Regions from separate parts of the Mus musculus genome. Here region 2 is linked to region 1. A link is a contact called in public HiChIP or PLAC-seq data. All regions are on one chromosome and are shown on one strand. The core of a region is the stretch at or near the end of the contact, and the rest is flanking DNA. Distances in the headings are between cores, read along the strand shown.

Region 1 (3,994 bases), core at 513-3,012:
TTGCAGCTGGTTAGACTTCGTGGTGACAGCAGTTGCTGTGGTGGCTGTTAGGGAGAAGGCAGCACTGGTCTTTCTCGGCTCTAAGCATAGTATATTGTAATACCAACTTCCCAAACAAACGGGGCCTATTGCTATTATAGTGGCATAACTGTTATGGGTATAACCAACTGACTTCTGATTGGATCAGTGGCCTGCTCCACAGGAAGTAATTCAACACCAGTACTATGAAGCTAGTCAAAGACTCAGATTTGGGGAGATTACATGCACTAGAGATGAAACTACTTCTTTTGTTTACTAAATGGACATGTCAAGATACCTTCTAAGTACTTAGGTTTATGCCCTACACTAACGAAGATCCCAGGCTCAATCAAATACACTTGTATTTGCAGTGAACAGCAGTTAATGCAGAGTTGTAGCTGTTCAAGACAGCTAAAAAGAAATGACTGCAGAATGTTCAGCCTTATATGGGATATGTAAATCAGTTCCCAAGGCACATCAGTAAAAGGGAGCAGAAGGAATATAGCCGATGGGAAATGGGCAATGAAATTCTGCCCTAGGGGTATGTAAAGACTGTGGAAGTCATGAATTCACAGCAGCTACAGTGCATAGAGTTTGCACAAGACAGCCCATCAAAATTCAGTGATATATAGAAGAGAGGCGCATGGGCTGATGCCTATCTGGGAGAGTTAATAGTTGGTAAGATCTGTCAGGTGAGAGAAGTCATTGTGTAGGTTATATAGCCACTGGCTAGCTATTTAGTGCATAGTTCCAAGACCCATTCCCACACAGGCAGCCCTGGGTAAACATATGAAGGTATGTATTACAATCTATTCAAGTTTGTCCCTGACTAGATCACAAATAAATGAGACTCAGACTATGGTTATTTTATTTGGCTTTGACAATTACTAAAGGGTCACAATTACTAATCTACTCCTGGAACTGCAGGCCTGGCTACCACCCCAGAGGTGTACCCCAGATACTTGCTGTTTCTCTTGGACATGACCTCATGGTTCCGCTCCCCTGATTGCAGCTTTCTCCCTCTCTAGTTCTTCCTTCTCCCTTCAGGTTCACTACTGCTAATCCCTCCAACAATTGGCTGTAGTCAATGTTATTTAACAATAGTTTTAAATCAGGGAACAACGTTTGCACAACAAAAGCTTGTAAACAATAGAAGATACTCCTAGGCCAATACCTTGAAGTATAGAATTTAGCATTACAATATATAGCAACAGACCAAACTTTAAAAAAGGTGGAATGGGAACTTGGAGGGAGAAGGGAGAACAGGTTTAGAAGGGGGATAAATGAGAGTAGAGGACCAAAAACTGTCAACAAATAAATTAATAATAATAAAGAGAGAAGGAAAGGAAAAGAAGGGAAAGAAAGGACTAAATACAGCAAATATTCTGGAAGAAGGGCTAAGCTTGAAACAGGTAGCTGTATCCTTTAGACCTTACAAACTGTAACTCATTCAAAGCATTAATATTAGGTACAAAGTAAAATAAAGATAATACACCAGTCATCATGGGACTCTAACATCACCAAGAATAAAAGTACATAAAGTTCTGTAAGCAGCAGAGTAAGAACAGTGGAGATGCTACTGTGTGAAACTAAAATAGTGAAGACATCAAAGGGCCATAGGAGCCAACAAACTGCTGCCAAAATACCATATATAAAGCAGAAGCATGGCATGCACTTAGTGAGAAGGCGAGGCTGACTCCATGACAGGCTTCAAATGGGCAATTCAGGACTGGGCAAGCCCAGGCAAGCCCAGGCCTCAGAAGCTGCCCCACACCTGGCCCGAGGCAAGAACAATGGGTCAGCAGCACTTTCCAGACTTCCTCAGCAACAGTTTCCAGACCTCAGTTTCCAACCTTCATGCCCCAATAAAGAGATGGAGTAAGATGAAGGTCACCTACCACAGATTCTCCTAGTACGTTTTAAACCAGGCCTTTAAGCTGACTTGCTTGTCTATCATGGTAATGGGAAACCCCAGGATGCTGGGCTTCTGCAGAATAGAACACTACTTGAGTCCAGGGTGTCATTCTTCAGCAATCATAGACCCTTACAATAGCTTCTCAAAAATTTTCTTTTCTGAGTAAAATTAGTCCCTATCTGCTTTAAAATGCCCTACCTGTATAAAACATTGTTTTATAACAAAAGTTTCCAAACAAAAAATATCAAAAGCCATTAGCAACTTGTTAAATATTGTATGGGTTTTTTTTTGGGGGGCGGGGGGGGGGGAAGGAGTTCATTTGTCACATTTAATTTCTGAAAACGTTATGGCAAAAGAATGAACTGCTTAGAAAATTAAGACCCTACAGAAACATGTTATAAGCCATAAAAACATTTTAGGTTCATAAAAATAAGCAATTAAAACAGCATGCTAAAATAAGACAGTATTAATAACATTTTCCACTTGAATTACAGTGTAGGCTGTTGCTAGGTTTTGCTCCCCACTCCTGTGTTGCAAAAACCTTTTGGAATCCTTCTTTCATTTAACTGCATTCCTCACCAACAGTGTCAGTAACAGTGGGATGCATATATGTATATTTTGCTTGCAGACAACATGCTGTGATAAATTTATATGTCAGCCAGCTAAGTTGCCATATTAAGTGAATGAACCAAACCCTAACATGACATTCTGTACAATAAGTTCACTTTAAATCAAAGAGATTACTTAAAGAGTGGAACTCTTACTTAACTGGTCTATTTGTTTAAGAGTAGAATCTCAGGTTTCCAAAAGCAGATCTGCCTCAAGACTACAGCATTAGCCTTCATCTGAACTTCGAGCCCATGGACCTCACCTCTATGTTAGTCACTATTCTATTGCTGTGCTATCACACCGTGACCAAAGCAATTTGCAGAAGGAAGTGTTTAGGGGGGCTTGCAGTTCCAGAGGGAAAAGGGTTCACCATGGCAGGAAATGCTGGCAGCAGATGGCAGACACAGACACTGGAACAGCAAACAGGGTGCAAAGAGAGTGAACTGGAAATGGCTATAGCTTTTAAAACTTCAAAGCCCACACCAAATGACACACTTCCTCCAGCAAGGAACCCACCCAAACAGTAGCACCAACTGGGGACCAAATATTCAAACATCTGGTACCATGGGTGACATTCTCATCAAACCACCTCTACACATTTAGGTCCCGTGAGTGCATGATGTAAACTTTGAAATAAGTCTCTTTTAATATGTTCTAAGCCAGCCTGAGATGCACGAGATTCTGTCGCAAAAGGAAACCTACAAAACAAAAATACATTTTCTGACTTATAACTTTCAAGCCATCTACACATGCCTCATCGCCTGCCCAACTAATGGATTTCTTGCTGCTGGCATCTTCAAATACCCCTTTCAACTGTCTCCAAGACTCTGATTCCCTTGTCCTGATATTCAGGCCCCTGTTCTAACAACTAGAGGCCACAAAAGTAATTAAAACTAGGATGTGAAATCTGTATAATAACACACACTCACATATGCAAATCCCACAGAAGAGAAACTTCATATGGTAAAGACAGTTTACCACATCTTAATTACTAACATGTACATCCTAAAGATAAGTACAGTTTAACTTTGAAGTTTGGGTTGAACAAGTAATGCAAAGTTACTTATATGATTAGAACCTTAGTGGAGAATAAAGGCTAAAAGTTAAGCGCAATTTCATTTACAAGAATGCAATTTTAAATTCAATTGCAAGTTTACTTTGAAATCTAAACCTTAAACACAGAAAATATCATTTCAGATGATAATATTTAAATTTCAGAGTTTTCAAAGAATTTTATAGCAGACTATTTCATCAGTCTAATATTTTTAATGCTGTACTACAAAATGAAGACATTCCTGGTCAGGAAAGATGGCTCCACAGCAAAATGCCAAGGCTGCTCTACCACAGGTCAGGCAGGAGGATTTCATACTCTCTTCTGGACTCAACATCCACCCTCAATTACATGCACACACACACCGAAACACACCCACACCCACACACTCACACACACAC
Region 2 (3,745 bases), core at 723-3,222, 660 kb before region 1:
CACCTATGGTCACTTGATCTTCGACAAGGGAGCCAAAACCATCCAGTGGAAGAAAGACAGCATTTTCAACAATTGGTGCTGGCACAACTGGTTGTTATCATGTAGAAGAATGCGAATCGATCCATACTTATCTCCTTGTACTAAGGTCAAATCTAAGTGGATCAAGGAACTTCACATAAAACCAGAGACACTGAAACTTATAGAGGAGAAAGTGGGGAAAAGCCTTGAAGATATGGGCACAGGGGAAAAATTCCTGAACAGAACAGCAATGGCTTGTGCTGTAAGATCGAGAATTGACAAATGGGACCTAATGAAACTCCAAAGTTTCTGCAAGGCAAAAGACACTGTCTATAAGACAAAAAGACCACCAACAGACTGGGAAAGGATCTTTACCTATCCTAAATCAGATAGGGGACTAATATCCAACATATATAAAGAACTCAAGAAGGTGGACCTCAGAAAATCAAATAACCCCCTTAAAAAATGGGGCTCAGAACTGAACAAAGAATTCTCACCTGAGGAATACCGAATGGCAGAGAAGCACCTGAAAAAATGTTCAACATCCTTAATCATCAGGGAAATGCAAATCAAAACAACCCTGAGATTCCACCTCACACCAGTGAGAATGGCTAAGATCAAAAATTCAGGTGACAGCAGATGCTGGCGAGGATGTGGAGAAAGAGGAACACTCCTCCATTGTTGGTGGGATTGCAGGCTTGTACAACCACTCTGGAAATCAGTCTGGCGGTTCCTCAGAAAATTGGACATAGTACTACCGGAGGATCCAGCAATACCTCTCCTGGGCATATATCCAGAAGAAGCCCCAACTGGTAAGAAGGACACATGCTCCACTATGTTCATAGCAGCCTTATTTATAATAGCCAGAAACTGGAAAGAACCCAGATGCCCCTCAACAGAGGAATGGATACAGAAAATGTGGTACATCTACACAATGGAGTACTACTCAGCTATTAAAAAGAATGAATTTATGAAATTCCTAGCCAAATGGATGGACCTGGAGAGCATCATCCTGAGTGAGGTAACACAATCACAAAGGAACTCACACAATATGTACTCACTGATAAGTGGATACTAGCCCAAAACCTAGGATACCCACGATATAAGATACAATTTCCTAAACACATGAAACTCAAGAAAAATGAAGACTGAAGTGTGGACACTAGGCCCCTCCTTAGAAGTGGGAACAAAACACCCATGGAAGGAGTTACAGAAACAAAGTATGGAGCTGAGATGAAAGGATGGACCATGTAGAGACTGCCATATCCAGGGATCCACCCCATAATCAGCTTCCAAATGCTGACACCATTGCATACACTAGCAAGATTTTACTGAAAGGACCCAGACGTAGCTGTCTCTTGTGAGACTATGCCGGGGCCTAGCAAACACAGAAGTGGATGCTCACAGTCAGCTAATGGATGGATCACAGGGCTCCCAATGGAGGAGCTAGAGAAAGTACCCAAGGAGCTAAAGGGATCTTCAACCCTATAGGTGGAACAACATTATGAACTAACCAGTACCCCTGAGCTCTTGACTCTAGCTGCATATGTATCAAAAGATGGCCTAGTCGGCCATCACTGGAAAGAGAGGCCCATTGGACACGCAGACTTTGTGTGCCCCGGTACAGGGGAACGCCAGGGCCAAAGGGGGGGAGTGGGTGGGTAGGGGAGTGGGGGTGGGTGGGTAAGGGGGACTTTTGGTATAGCATTGGAAATGTAAATGAGCTAAATACCTAATAAAAAATGGAAAAAAAAAAAAGAAAAAAAAAAAAAAAAAAAAAAAAAAAAAAGTTTGGACTCACTTGTCAAAGCCCTCGATTCTCTTTCTTTCTTTCTTTCTTTTTTTTTTTTCTTCTTGCTTTGGAAAAACTGTGAAGCAGGGTCACTAAGTTCCATTCGCCATAGTTTTATTATGTTTTAAATGAAGCGATTGAACCAGCATAGAGTCCAGACAGACACTCCCAGGCTGCTGTGAAGGCATCCCAAGGCCATTTAAAGGCAGTTTCTTTAGGGCATGAGACTGCTTCTCTCCTCCTCTTGCTTTACCTCTCCCCTCTTCCCCACAAAGAGGACTTGGGAGGTAGCTCAGTGGTAGAACACTTGCTTACCTTGCCCAAGGCTTGGGTTGACCCCAAGCAGCTGAATTTAAAAAGCCTGTACAACTTCCCCACCCTCGGAATACAAATTATGTAATAAAGGGCTCTTTTAGCTATTGAAAATCAAATTTTAGAGTAGAAGTCATTTTAAAAACAATTTCATGCCAAGGGGGTCTTGCAAGGCTGTGCTGTTTCCAGCACTTATGTGAATAAGAATACCACCCCAGATTCCTTGTATCACTAAAAAATAGCGGAACAGAAATCTGGAAAACACATCTATATACAGTTTGGCCAAAATGGATGAGTAGTTGTGGGGAGAAAGAAATCTAATTTCTTCCCCTCCATGCTGATGAATATTGGGGTATTTTAGCTGAAAGAGATTCATTCCCACAGAGGCACAAGGACTAAATTGCCAAGTCCTAGAAGAGCTGCTGCCAGTGAGAGCTGCTATTGGTCTTAAAGCCTAGTATGTCTGCTTGGAATCCATTAGGTTTCAAATTCAGGGCAAGCTCACTCAGTGTTCTCATCCAGCTACTACCCTAACCATCTCCCTCCCAGGGTCTGGGCTTCTACTTGCCTTCCCCTAGCCTGATCCCTGTATAACTCAGCCATTTTGACTATGCAGGTCTTTTGGTCTCTTGACCCTGACCACCTCTCTTGGTTGCTGGCTCTTCTCTTGCTCTCTCTTCCTCCTCTTGTAGTCTGGTTTAGTCTGAAAGCCATTCTCGGCTTGGACTCTTATCTCTTCTGTCTGCTTTCTCCCTTATATCTACAATAAACATTTTCTCAATACTGTAGTATTACTCATGTTCTTTTCTTTTCCTTTCATCTTTTTTTCATTCACTATCTCCAAGGCCATTTTCCTCGTAGATAACATATTAATCTCCTACAACAATCCATTGTTCCACATGTGTCTGCTTTTGTTTTTTGCACAACCTAACAATATATTTACTTTAACATTTCCCTTTTGCAATGATTCTAAAAATATTTTCCCAACAAACAACAATGCTCAAATTCTTAGCTTATTAGCATACATCTTACATGAGTATGTGTATATAGATTGTCTCTATATAGCATCGTGGTTTTTCTTTTTGTTTTTTACATCATGTACTTAGTACCAAATGGACTTATAAATAAATGCTCATATAAAGTTTTTAACTTGACTCAACTTAATTTTTTTATAGTAAAACTAAAATTAAAATAATGATAATGGCCAATGATCTTTAGTCTCTCTTTGGGATAATTAACACGAGTTTTAATTTTAAAATCTGCTCTCAAAAAGCAGACATTCATAATCATATAATTCTGGTCAAAATGTTGTAAATTAAGAGATGATGCTCCTACTCCAGGATACATTTATTTCCTGTTATTGTACAATTCTCCTCCATTTAAATGAGAATAACTTATGTCTGTATTATAAAATATACTCACTGGTAAATGAATGTTTATATAAATACAAAATTTTAAGGATTTTAAGGATATTTTTAAAAGCAAACAAATGAACAAATGGCTATTTTAAGATCTTTATTAGAGCCAGACCAATGTAAAAATATTCATATATATCTCAGAATACTGTGTGTCTGTATTATCTTTTAAGACTGCTATGCTCATACCTTTGGCTGCTTTGTCCTA

The links. HiChIP or PLAC-seq counts read pairs in DNA pulled down with a chosen protein or histone mark.
Region 2: a contact with region 1 is called in an H3K27ac HiChIP or PLAC-seq map of embryonic stem cells, with 3 times the contacts expected there. The contact joins two enhancer-like sites. A contact is called at or near these places in 1 of 484 Hi-C or Micro-C datasets (cortical neurons), 2 of 115 datasets of contacts at active chromatin or transcription factors (both in embryonic stem cells) and 1 of 9 other capture datasets (embryonic stem cells).

The regions. Positions count from the first base shown.
Region 1 is chr6:65,794,604-65,798,597 of GRCm38.p6, reverse strand. The region is part of intron 2 of Prdm5 (PR domain containing 5); the gene reads right to left. Among named protein-coding and RNA genes, the nearest start is that of Prdm5, 18 kb to the right of the region's middle. Within about 2 kb of position 1,762, at least 15 of the 459 cell types and tissues checked have an H3K27ac peak or open chromatin away from gene starts, as enhancers often do. A contact at or near this core is called in embryonic stem cells, where this site is marked.
Region 2 is chr6:66,456,663-66,460,407 of GRCm38.p6, reverse strand. All of the region lies in intron 2 of 2610300M13Rik (a long non-coding RNA gene), which reads left to right. Among named protein-coding and RNA genes, the nearest start is that of 2610300M13Rik, 7.9 kb to the left of the region's middle. Within about 2 kb of position 1,972, at least 6 of the 459 cell types and tissues checked have an H3K27ac peak or open chromatin away from gene starts, as enhancers often do. A contact at or near this core is called in embryonic stem cells, where this site is marked.